Linked DNA regions of Zea mays: region 1 is linked to region 2. Evidence: chromatin contacts called from public Hi-C data. All regions are on one chromosome and are shown on one strand. The core of a region is the stretch at or near the end of the contact, and the rest is flanking DNA. Distances in the headings are between cores, read along the strand shown.

The links. Hi-C and Micro-C count contacts between places; a contact is called where the count stands out from the background.
Region 1: a Hi-C map of leaf shows a contact between it and region 2, with 4 times the contacts expected there. The contact joins the promoter of LOC109944873 here to the promoter of LOC100284443 in region 2. A contact is called at or near these places in 4 of 25 Hi-C or Micro-C datasets (ear, leaf and tassel).

Annotation. Positions count from the first base shown.
Region 1 is chr3:181,754,329-181,761,221 of Zm-B73-REFERENCE-NAM-5.0, reverse strand. It overlaps LOC109944873 (sialyltransferase-like protein 1), which reads left to right and starts at 2,477. Exons shown (of 1, transcript XM_020550417.3): 1 at 2,477-4,693. The coding sequence starts at 3,135. The coding sequence ends at 4,310.
Region 2 is chr3:181,627,251-181,633,748 of Zm-B73-REFERENCE-NAM-5.0, reverse strand. It overlaps LOC100284443, which reads left to right and starts at 4,062. Exons shown (of 3, transcript NM_001157338.2): 1 at 4,062-4,223.

The DNA.
Region 1 (6,893 bases), core at 1,228-3,727, 130 kb before region 2:
CGGGAAACGGGATTAGAGACGTGTGGATGGATACTACTAGAGACAATCCCCTGTATGGCATTGGCAGAGGAAATTATATATATCCATCCAGACGATGCGACGACAAGGATGGCGAGGAAACGCACGGCAAAATTCCATCACTGGTAAACTCTAAGCAGCTAGCCAAAAAAAAATTCTCTCTTTTGGAACGAAGCAGCAAGGGTCCAGAAGGCCGAGGCTTGAGAGCGACGTAAACCAGATCACTCCAGCCCAACGGGCTTTCAGCCTTTCGCTGTCAATACGGCCGGCCACACGGGTTCTAGTGGAGAAGAGCAGACAGGAGCAGGACGCCTGGCCTGGGGGCGGCGAGATCAGGGAGCGAGCCTTCTGAGGAAGACCGGAGACCAATTGCGATTTGCGACTTAGATCAAATCCCGCGGAAGTTAGAGCATCTCCAATAATTACGTAAATTTAGCACTATAAATTATAGATTTAAAAAGTTGCTAAATTACTTTAAGGAATAGAAAAAAATATGTGTGTTTCGTCAGTTCTCTATTTGTTGGTTGCTATTTTTAAAATTATCCATGTCAATAAAAAAGTAAGTATGCTTTCTATTTTTAATTAAGCTAGCACATCAACAACCTTCATAATATCTTGGAAGGTCGAAGTTATCGATTGAACACTAGAAGGTCGCGGCGACGGCATGAAGACAACATATGACACCGGAGATAGATTTGTGGTCAATAGGACGGTGGCACGACACAAAACAGTGGCCTAAATATGGTTTTCGCGATGGATTTAGAACCAACGTTAATTTAGTGAGTCCCAATGAGGTTCGTAAATATAGGGATGAAATTGGGTTTTGTAGAGAGTTTGTAAATTTAAGGATCTGCTTTACATAACTGTTAGAGAAGAGTTTTCCCTCAAAAATTTCTTAAATTCATATTTAGCGAGTTGTTTACATAACTATAACCGGGAATGACTAGTTGATTCCACAGCCTTTTATTTTTAGCAAAAAATATTTCCTTGCTTTCCTTTTCTAAAAGAATATAAGTTACAAAGTGAATGAGTTATCTGTGGTTGATATTAGACAGTGGCGGACTCAGGATTTGAAGACAGCCTAGGCGAAATTACACTGCTATACTCTACGCCTGTGCCTAGACCCTTTGCTGCTCTGCTTGCATGCTTGTGGGTATGATGTTTGCTTGCTTCTGTCCATTGTCGCAGCCGAGACAGCCCAGGCCACCGCCTGTGGTGCCTGGGCGGTAAGTCCGCCACTGATATTAGAGCATCTCTAACAGCTCCCCAGAAAACGACTCCTCAAAATCAGTTTTAAGAGACATCTAAATAATTAGTGGGGGTAGATTTTAATCCTTTCTCTAACAGATCCCTTAAAGTGACAGATTGTTTCTGGGGAGCCCAAAAAACCTCATTTGTAGCTACAAATGAGAGAGTTTTAAGGGCTACGAAAAAAGTTCGGAGCGCTTTGGGGTAACTGTTGGAGACATGTGTTTGTGTTTTTTTTTTCCAAAAAAACTGGATTTATGAGAGACTTTTGGGGAGCCCTTGAGCATCTCCAACAATGACTTAAATTGGTGCCTCAAATTGAAATAGAGGGCTCTACGCAGCAAAAACCACTACAACAATGATCTTTTTTTAAAAAAAAAGGTCAAAAAATTATAGGGCACACTCTCAACCGCTTTAAATATACTACATCGTAGTGGCTTACCATATTATCTATATTTAAAGTTTTACTATTGGAGTAGAATATTTTGTTAGTATTCTAAATCCAATAAAATTTACCCATTTTTAAATTATAGGGTATTTTTATAGATCGCGGGTTGGAGATACTCTTACACCTTCCCAACTTTCTATCCCTTGCAAAAAAAAGATATAAACATATTCATAAAATATAGAATAAAACTAAATAGACCAATGAAAAAAGTAAAGAAAGAATGGAGTGAGAAAATAAAATGTGAAAGAGAAAAAGGAAAAAATGAATGGACGTGATCATGAGTTCATGACCACGGATGAATCACTCGAGTCCCAAGCGCGCAGCGTACGAGAAATAGGCAAAAGAAACAAAATGTCAAGTCTATATTTGTGGTACATGTGAAAGCAAAAGCTAGTGAAGAAGACACGTCCGTGCACGTCGCGCGAAAAGTATCGTTCGGCCGGAGCTAATCACCGCAACCGTCTTCAAGGCATCGAGCACAATCGTGTCCGTTAAGATGCGGTTTGTCGTTCACCGCGGCGCGACGAAAAAAAAAGGAAAAGAAAAAAAACGGGACAGAGAAAAGAAAGGAACGAGTCCACGCATGTGCGGTCTATCGTTCTCCCCGTCCGAATCGCGCAAACGACCGCGCAGGCGCAGATGGAATTGGCGACCGGTTGGCGCGTCGTCGGGGTCGGGGGGCAATGCAATACGCTCGCCACATCCCTAAACTTTCGAAAAACACGCCTCATTACTTTGTTTGGCGGAACTTCGTTAACTCCGGCAACGCCATGCGTTCGTTAACTCCGGCAACGCCATGCGTGCCTAACAATATACAGGTGCCTAGTTAAGGAAACATGCAGATGAAAAAAAAGGAGAGGTGAGCTCGATGCAAACCTTCCTCGAATCAACGAAAGCTCACGCAATGGTATGCTCAATTCACTCTCCTTGGAGTTTCTTGCTCCCAAAGTCCCACTCCCATCCCATCTCGCTTGCCGAGTGCCGAGCAGGGGCAGATTGGCAGCTGGTGAAGGCCCACATGTCACATCGTGCGGGCACGGTGGCCGCCGCCGCCACCCACGCAAACTGATGATTACTCCGCTCGATGCACGAACCGGAGCAGGGCACATTGGATCCCCCGTCTGCCCGAACCCCAAGTCCAACCAACCATGAATAGCACAGCACACTCCTATAAAGAAAGCTCGTTAGCACGGCGACCGATAAAGAAAGAACTCGCTGCGCCCACGCGCCCGCGCCCGCGCTCACTCCGCCACTCGGACAGTGCTCAGCGCGGCTCGGTCGCACAGACACGAACCCGGAACCCCCCTGCTCCCTGTCCTCCTCCTCTGCCTGCTGCGCGTGCAGCCGTGCACCCATGCGGATGCGGATGCGGCGGCTACGACCCAGCTAGCCCCAGGCCGGGGCTGCGCCCGAGGCGGCGATGAAGCGGCCGCTGCGGCGCTCCTTCGCGGTGCTCATCTTCGTCGTGCTCGTCGGCGCGGCCTCCTTCTCCACCGCGCTCCGTCGCGCCGTGGCGCCGGCGCCCGCGTGGGAGCCGCCGCCGCCGCGCCTCAACGCCACGCTGCTCCGCCTGGCCGCAGCCGATCCCTCGGAGGCGTCGCTGCGGCGGGACGTGGACGAGCTCCTCGAGGGCCGCCTCCCGGCCTCCGCCGCGCGGGCCCGCGCGTGGCGTCACGACCGGCTCCTGCACCCGCTCCACCTCCACCGCCACCACGGCCTCTCGCTCCCGCGCCGCGGCCGCCGCCCAGACGACGACCACGACACCCTGCTCCACCCGCTCCCGCGCCACGAGCAGCTCCACATCGACCCGGCCCTCCGCCGCGACCTCAGCTCCTGGCACCGCCTCCGCCGCTACGACCCCTCCGTCCTCGGCAGCCTCGCGTCCCTGCTCTCCATCCCCGGGCGCATCCCCTCCTGCGCCGTCGTCGGCAACAGCGGCATCCTCCTGCGCGCCAGCCACGGCGACTTCATCGACTCCCACGCCGCCGTCTTCCGCCTCAACAACGCCCGCGTCTCAGGCTACGCCGCGCACGTCGGCAGCAAGACCAACTTCTCCTTCATCAACAGCAACATCCTCCACCTCTGCGCGCGCCGGCCCGGCTGCTTCTGCCACCCCTACGGCCACGGCGTCCCCATCCTGCTCTACATCTGCCAGGCCGCCCATTTCCTCGACGTCGCCGCCTGCAACGCCACCTCGTCCACCCGCCACGGCTCCCCCATCTCCGTCACCGACGCCCGCCTCGACGTCCTCTGCGCGCGCATCGTCAAGTACTACTCCCTCCGCCGATTCGTCGCCGAGACCGGCCGCGCGCCCGAGGAGTGGGACCGCGCGCACGACGCCGCCATGTTCCATTACTCGTCCGGGATGCAGGCCATCATGGTCGCGGTGGGAGTGTGTGACAGAGTCAGCGTGTTCGGCTTCGGCAAGTCTTCCGACGCCAAGCACCATTACCACAGCAACCAAAAGGCGGAGCTGGACCTCCACGACTACGAAGCGGAGTACGCTTTCTACCACGACCTCTCCGAGCATCCGCAGGTTGTCCCGTTCCTCAACGATTCCGGGTTCGCCGTCCCGCCCGTCGTCTTCTACCGTTAGGCCAGGCCAGCTTTGTAGAGCGTGCGCTATGTGCTCGACGTTATGTGGGAACGGGTGTTTTGTACACTTATTTTTCCGGTTTTGGTTAGTGAGTACGATGTAAAAGTTAGAATTTCCATTTCCAATTGTGATTATACGAAATAGGCATATCGAAATAGTAAAATTTTCGTGTGCTGTTGGAGGTGGAAGATGTATATTGGGGTTTAGGCTACTCCATTGGTATAGAAGAAGGGATTGTTTGGATTTTTTTTCTTTCAGCGCGACAGACAGTAGTAGCCAGTGTCTGGAATTGTGTCTGGAATTGTAACTTTAGACTGATATTTAAATTTATTAAGGAACAAAATGTATATCTTATATACAGCTTTACCATCACTTTGGAGCTATGTCGAAGAATACTGGATGGCATTTTATTTTCATGTACTTGTTGCACACTCATTTGTATTCAAATACTGTGTTGTATTCCTTTATCCCGAATTTTTTGCATTTTGGTCCTTCATCGGAAAAAAATTCACGTTTGGACCCTAAAAAATTTTAATGTCATTTTTGGACCCTTTACTCGGCGCCGTAGCCTGTGGCGCCGAGGTAACACAGCTCGGCGCCATAGGCTATGGCGCCGAGGTACGTGCTGCGTTGGCACAAACGGACGTCGTGGCGCCGACGTGGTACCGAGCTCGGCGCCATAGATTATGGCGCCGAGCTCTGTTCTGTACAGAAAACTTGTCTAGCTCAGTTGGTAAAATATAAGACTCTTAACCCTGAGGTTGTGGGTTCAAACCCCATGGTTGGCATTTTTTAATACTTTTTGTATTTGTCACTTATTTATTTTTTTGTTGTCCATATTTTTCGTTTATGTCGCTGATTTATTTGTCCTGATTTATTTCCCATCCAATTTTATTTTTGTGACTGATTTGTTTATTCGTTCAGATTTTTTTATCCGGCGAGCACAGCAGCTGTGTGCCACAGTGCTCACAAGCCGTCAACTTCTCCCCTTGTTTGCTCAGCTAACCACAATAAAAATCAAATGAGAACACTCTTACTTCAATCGTGATCAAATAAAAATATTATATTTTCATTGAGTTCTTTTGAACATAAATTTTAAATACATAATAACATATTCCCACTAAAAAGAAGCACACATATTCATCTTTTTTTCTTCTGCACTAAATAAAAGTATACTCCATTATATACTTGTCTCATAGATGATATATTTTAGAATTTACTGCATATACAGCTGCTGTGCTCGCCGGATAAAAAAATCTGGACGAATAAACAAATCAGTCACAAAAATAAAATTGGATGAGAAATAAATCATGACGGACAAATCAACGACATAAACGAAAAATATGGACAACAAAAAAAATAAACAAGTGACAAAGACAAAATATATTAAAGAACACCCACTGTGGGGCTCGAACCCACGATCACAGGGTTAAGAGCCATGTATTTTACCAACTGAGCTAGACAAATTTTCTGTACAGAATGGAGCTCGGCGCCATGATCTATGGCGCCGAGCTCGGTACCACGTCGGCGCCACGACGTCCGTTTGTGCCAACGCAGCACGTACCTCGGCGCCATAGCCTATGGCGCCGAGCTGTGTTACCTCGGCGCCACAGGCTACGGCGCCGAGTAAAGGGTCCAAAAATGACATTAAAATTTTTTAGGGTCCAAACGTGAATTTTTTTCAGTTGAAGGATCAAAATGCAAAAAATTCGGTCCTTTATCATCACTCTGGTACCTACGAAGTACAGTATATGGTTCCTCTTTATTACCGAGTCTTTTTCTTCTACTTATTCAGCTTGCAGCGTGATGCCAGTGGCAGTTTGGAATGCAGATTAAACATACAAATTTTACAGGAATCTTACAGTAACTTTACAGAAAAGGAGAAAGTACTCCTCGTTCCAAAGTCCTGAACGGTTGCCACCCATCATGGCCTCAACGCAGCATATTCAGTGGTTCTGCAAGTTCTCGAATGCTTGGTTTGTATACATTGTTGACTCGATTAAGTTAACTGGAGCCACTTCTTAGCTTTTATTTAATCCGGCGTGCAATGTGCTCAAGAAGCATTCGAGGATTTGGTCCACCTATGTTACACTAGTTCATTTATTAACTTGCTTAATTTTTCTAGCTAGGTATATAGTTTAAAAAGACAGGCAAACATGCTAGTGAATAATGAGTTGTTTTGGGTAAGATGGTGTCCTGCTATCTAGTGGACATGATTGTACAGCAGTTTTTCAGCCTTTCCTTGTCTACTGTCATGATTAAGTTTCTTTTGCAACTTTATGTACGTGATGCCTGGTCTTGGTTTACAACCCAGCGAATCAGGTCTGTGGAGGAATGTGCTCCCTCTCTCATTTGCTAAGCTAGGTGCTATGCCGTCCGGAGTGAGTAGTTAGTGGTTATCTGCAAGGTTTCGCGCAGTCTCTGTGGTTATCATCATCGGCCGCTAAGGGCCAGCGGTGAGGACCGATACGTTTCTCATATAAAGTACTCGATCATTAGTCATTACCTAAAAGCTTCTGACCACTTACCTGATACGGCACTTTTGCAACCCGATTGAAGGTACTCTTCGCCTAATAAAGCGAT
Region 2 (6,498 bases), core at 2,813-5,312:
TCTACAGGGTGTCTGATGTCTGTTGGACAAGGACAACTGTAGGTGGGCCTAATTACTTGGGTGGTTCTGTCACAATTGGGGTATTTATAGCCCCAACCACCAAACTAGCCGTTTGGTGGAGGCTGCTGTCGCATGGCGCACCGGACAGCCTGGTGCGCCAGCCACGTCACCTGGCCGTTGGGTTCTGACCGTTGGAGCTCTGACCTGTGGGCCCGCCTGGCTGTCCGGTGGTGCACCGGACAAGTCCTGTAGACTGTCCGGTGTGCCACCCGCGCATGCTCTGTCCTCTGCGCGCAGGCGCGCATTTAATGCGTTGCAGTCGACCGTTGCGCGCGAAGTAGCCGTTGCTCCGCTGGCTCACCGGACAGTCCGGTGTGCACCGGACATGTCCGGTGAATTATAGCGGAGCGGATTCCCGAAGCTGGCGAGTTCAGAGACGCTCTTCCTTGGGGCACCGGACACTGTCCGGTGGTGCATCGGACAGTCCGGTGAATTATAGCGAAGCACCTTTGAGAATTCCCAAAGGTGTTGAGTTCAGTTTGGAGTTCCCTGGTGCACCGGACACTGTCCGGTGGTGCACCGGACAGTCCGGTGCGCCAGACCAGGGAGCACTTCGGTTATCCCTTGCTCTCTTTGTTGAACCCTTTTCTTGGTCTTTTTATTGGCTTATTGTGAACCTTTGGTACCTGTAGAACTTATAGACTAGAGCAAACTAGTTAGTCCAATTATTTGTGTTGGGCAATTCAACCACCAAAATCATTTAGGAAATAGGTGTAAGCCTAATTCCCTTTCAATCTCCCCCTTTTTAGTGATTGATGCCAACACAAACCAAAGCAAATATAGAAGTGCATAATTGAACTAGTTTGCATAATTGTAAGTGCAAAGGTTACTTAGAATTGAGCCAATATAAATTCTTATAGGATATGCATGGATTGTTTCTTTCTTTAACATTTTGGACCACGCTTGCACCACATGTTTTGTTTTTGCAAATTCTTTTGTAAATCTTTTTCAAAGTCCTTTTGCAATATAGTCAAAGGTAAATGAATAAGATTTTAAGAAGCATTTTCAAGATTTGAAATTTTCTCCCCCTGTTTCAAATGCTTTTCCTTTGACTAAACAAAACTCCCCCTTAATGAAATCCTCCTCTTAGTGTTCAATAGGGTTTTAATGTTAATTTTAAAGAGGGTATACCAATTTGAAATTATATCACACATAAGATACTAATTTGAAAATATTTCTTTAAAACCAAATTGGAAGACTAAAGAATTTTGAAATTGGTGGTGGTGCGGTCCTTTTGCTTTAGGCTCATGCTCTCTCCCCCTTTGGCATAAATCGCCAAAAACGGAATCATTAGAGCCCTTTCGAACTACTTTCTCCTCCTTTGGTAAATAACATGTGAGTGAAGATTATACCAAAGATGAAGAGTTGCTCGGAGCGACGACGAAGGATGAGTTATGGAGTGGAGTGGAAGCCTTTGTCTTCGCCGAAGACTCCAATTCCCTTTCAATACACTTATGACTTGTTTTGAAATTCACTTGAAAACACATTAGTCATAGCACATGAAAGAGATATGATCAAAGGTATATTTATGAGCTATGTATGCAAGACATCAAAAGAAATTCCTAGAATCAAGGATATTTAGCTCATGCCTAAGTTTGTTAAAAGTTTGTTCATCTAGTGGCTTGGTAAAGATATCGGCTAATTGATCCTTAGTGTTCATATATGCAATCTCGATATCTCCCTTTTGTTGGTGATCCCTTAAGAAGTGATACTGAATGGCTATGTGTTTAGTGTGGCTATGCTCAACGGGATTATCCGCCATGCGGATTGCACTCTCATTATCACATAGAAGAGGAACTTTGCTTAATTTGTAACCGTAGTCTCTAAGGGTTTGCCTCATCCAAAGTAATTGCGCGCAACAATGGCCTGCGGCAATGTACTCGGCTTCGGTGGTAAAAAGAGCAACAGAGTTTTGCTTCTTTGAAGCCCAAGACACCAAGGATCTTCCCAAGAACTGGCAAGTCCCCGATGCGCTCTTTCTATTAATTTTACACCCCGCCCAATCGGCATCCAAATAACCAATTAAATCAAATGTGGATCCCCTAGGATACCAAAGCCCAAACTTAGGAGTATAAACTAAATATCTCAAGATTCGTTTTACGGCCGTAAGGTGAGCTTCCTTAGGGTCGGCTTGGAATCTTGCACACATGCATACGGAAAGCATAATATCCGGTCGAGATGCACATAAGTAGAGTAAAGAACCTATCATCGACCGATATACCTTTTGATCAACGGATTTACCTTCCGTGTTGAGGTCGAGATGCCCATTGGTTCCCATGGGTGTCTTGATGGGCTTGGCATCCTTCATCCCAAACTTGTTTAGAATGTCTTGAGTATACTTCGTTTGGCTAATGAAGGTGCCCTCTTGGAGTTGCTTCACTAGAAATCCTAAGAAATACTTCAACTCCCCCATCATAGACGTCTTGATTTTTTGTGTCATGATCCTACTAAATTCTTCACATGTAGATTCGTTTTCACTAAGGCATGATTTAGACGACTATTGGTTCTATATCGATGCATGCCACACGCATGACCAAAGCGCGAAGAAACAGGTTAGGCCATCAGGATTACGCACACCATGCATGTGATGGAACCTAGGACAAGCTAAACGGTAAACCATTCATAGGAACATTCATGATCTGATATACATTATATATCATACCAACGCCACTAGGAACACCAATAACTATGACCTGAAGCTCATAAGTACGAAAATGGATCATGATAGGACCATCTAGAACAAATAACAGAGCTAAGACATGTAGGAAAAGGCGAGGTGTCGTATGCAAATATTGCAGTTGCGCGTCGTGGAATGTAGCAACCGAGTGAGCGATACACATCTGGTTGTGTAAGATCAATCTATAATATGAAGCGTAAATGAACAAATAGATTGATGTTACACAGGATAACTAGCAGTCTTAAAAACAACAATGCTTTGTATAAATATACCAAAAAACAAGGTGGAGTGTTGTATAGCCTTGATGGGATATACCAGAGCTAGAGACCACAATAGAACAAAACGACATTTGCCTTAGAAAACACTCAGAGAGTGGTTACGATATGTCGAAAGGATAAGAAAGCACACGCTGCTTGAAAACGTGTGTCTTCGTTTCTTATCAATGATGATAAATGTATATTTATAGTGCACATACTATAAGCTATAAGCACTCCTAATTAACTCCATTGGACCACCTTGCTCTACTAAGTCGATTGACTTCTTGATAAAACTAAGCTCGTCGACCAACTTTCTGTTGCACAAATTTGGTCAGCATTTAGCGACAATAATCCCACACCCCATACAATGGTTCTTCATGTACTTTTACAAAAGAGACGTACACATTTTCTTTGCTCTTCGTAACTCCTTATGTCTCATTATTCGAAGATAGCTTCGACAACGATCGAGCTTCGTCATTCCTTTCCACTGGCTAGTTGACGGCCAGTTCTGTAGGATAGTCCGAAACTCCAACTTTATTTAGAGATTTAAAGGTATTTTCTTTGAAAATATATTAGAATAGTATGTTTGTTAATATATAACTTTAGTTAGGCCATCTTCAGCAGACTCCCCCGTTCACCTTTTATTTCAAACATCACTTCATAAACAATGCAGTCTACATTACCAGATAATGTTTTGCACCGTCATATGCACACTCTGCTGAAGACTGCCTTAGAGGCATTCTTCTCAATACATGGTGTTGCATTAACAAAACCACTTAAAATAAAATTAAATGTTTTAGAAAATTAATAGAGATAAAAAATACTTTCGTTGTTTGAGGAAAATTAACTACTGCGGTAGCTGAGTGGGCTAAAATTGTAGTAGTATTTTTTTTCCAGTGAGTAATCCACGGGCTACAAGAAGACATGGCCTGTGGGCTGTAGCTTTGCTGCAAGCCCATATACAGGAGACTTCCCATGGGCCATCGCACGGCTCACCGCTCAGCGCTCACACAGTCACACTCACACGGCCACGTCCGGACTCCAGAGGCCTCGTCTTCAGTCTTCACCCTCTTTTCAACGGTTCCGGTGAGCCCCGAAAACCTAGGTCGACACGGCCAGCGCTGGTGTGACGAAGCGGGCGAGGCCGTCTGGCTGACTATTGGCGGAACCGCGGAAGAAGCGCGCGTGAATCTCCTGGATTTACAGACTCGAGGGGGAGCTGAGAAAAGGTTTTGCTTCTGTACTTCTGATCATGTTGATTTTGTGTTAGTTTACAGAGATTTTTTTTATCGAACTGGCGATCTGGGTGAAATAATTGTGTGTTAGTGTGAAGTGCGCAAAGAGTATCCCGTGTGTTTTTGGTTGCATTTTTCAAATGATGAAATTTTCAGAGCCATGTGATTGTGCTAATTAAATATCACAACTAGGTAATTTGTGGAGCTTGGTCGTTAATGGCCATATTTGTAAATTAATAAATGCGAGATGCGTTGAATGTTAAGTCATTGAACTTCTAAGGACCCTGAGTTGGAAACAAAATACAACTGAGCAGGCATAATATTGTAACAGGAGGCCAGGAGCGCCCCCCCCCCCCCCCTACTGGATAATATATATTAGAAAATATAAAAACAAAAAAAGAGAAAAATGAGCAGAATTAACATAGTTGTGTTGTCATTCTTGTATTAAAGGAAATAATTTCTTCTCTGCAACATGGATAACCAACACAAGTTATCTTTTGAAGATTTCTCTGCAATCATTAACTGTTGGCTGAGCACCTTGAAAGATGAGGCCATTTCTTGAAATCCACAAACTCCAGCACAATAAGAATAATCACTTATGGATAGAATGGAACGCCCAACTGAATTGTGAAGGTTTCAAAAAGGCCCCTCTTGATTAACCAGAAACAAACTTAGACTAGATGAGCATGCCATGGCAAAAGGCCATGTGCCCTAGATGGTGTTTGTGTGTGGGGCTGCCATTGTTTGGGTTGCTTGTGCACCATGTGTAGGTTTTGGGCCCGGTTTTCCTTAAAACTGGATTAATTCCTTTCTTCTTAATTGAGAGGCAGAGCTCCTGCCATTAAGTTAAAAAAGGCTATCTCACAGAAATAGGTGTTCCAAAGATTACTCATGACTTAGGTGAAGCGCCCCAATCCTCTAGGACTCAAATGTGATACAATTATTAGTCCAGGAGGCTAGTAAACACATTTATACATCAGATGATTCCAGATCTGATTAAACGAGACAAACCTATAAAGGTGGCGATCAACTTTAAGAGTTAGTCCAAAACTCGGGACATAACATCAGAGTGGGCTGAAGCAGCCCGATATACGCAGTGAAACAAATCAGCGGTCCAACAGCCACAAGCAAGGTTGGGAACAGGCGTAACTCTTACCCGATCAACGATCTCCTTCTCTGAAAAACAACAAATAAGCAAGATTGATACGTACTCAGCAGCCCACCTTCACCCACGGAATGGGGAAATCAGATATAATGCATGGAATATGTGGAGTTCAGTATATTTTGCAGAAAGAGCAATATTTGATGCAGGGTTATTTTGTAAAACATTTTATATTTTTCCTAGCGCATCCTCTTCCAAAGGAGCAGAAAGTTTTTTTCAATATAGAACAAAATCCCCTGGACTAAACCATCCAGTATATCAGCAATTTCCCACTGGTTTTCGTTTTCAAAAACAGCTACTGGACTTCCCGTCCACCATAGCTCACGGCTCAACCGTCAGACCTTTTAAAACCACTTTTCAAAAGCATTTTTGGAAAACAAAACACTAATTGTCAAATCCATGCCATGACTCATCCATATCCGTGGACGCGTACTATTCGAATAGGTTTTCAAGCTCTGCACAGAGGTGTACACTTTACCCACTAGTTCGATTTCTGCAATCTCACCGTCGTGAGATCCGAATGCCGAATCTCTCTTTCCTTGCATGTTCTTACCTTAACGATTATACCGAAAGGAGTCAGGCCACCACCATGCCCAAACCGGACAAAACATTCCCCTTCCTTATCCTCCCGGTGCTCTCCAGCCGTCATAACCCTAGGGTTCGGACCGTACAAGTTCAGATTGAGTGACTGCCCATACAGTCTCGAGTGGTTGTACTTGATAAGAGTATAGGTAAGGAGTGATGACAAACCGATCCTTAGGAGAGAGGGACAATCCTTCATGCTCACACCTGAACCAGCTAAGCCATCACCTTAGGCCCTCCCCCAAACCCTGATTATCCCGCTCAAAGGTGATAAGGGTGACAACCCTTCATCATACCCATTTTGAAAAACATTTTCTTTTAAAAACTCACACCTTTTCTCAAATCATTTGTAACAAATATGTCAAGGAGTATAAAGATTGATTGCGGCAAGTTATAAGGCTGGGTGGCCATAATAACTTGTCTCTTAGCAAAATCATATCATGCATAAAATAACAGGCTAAAGTTTGTGGTTGAAAAAGCATAGGTAATTTATGCATCAAAGGGATTCCGTGAGCTTGCCGTGCT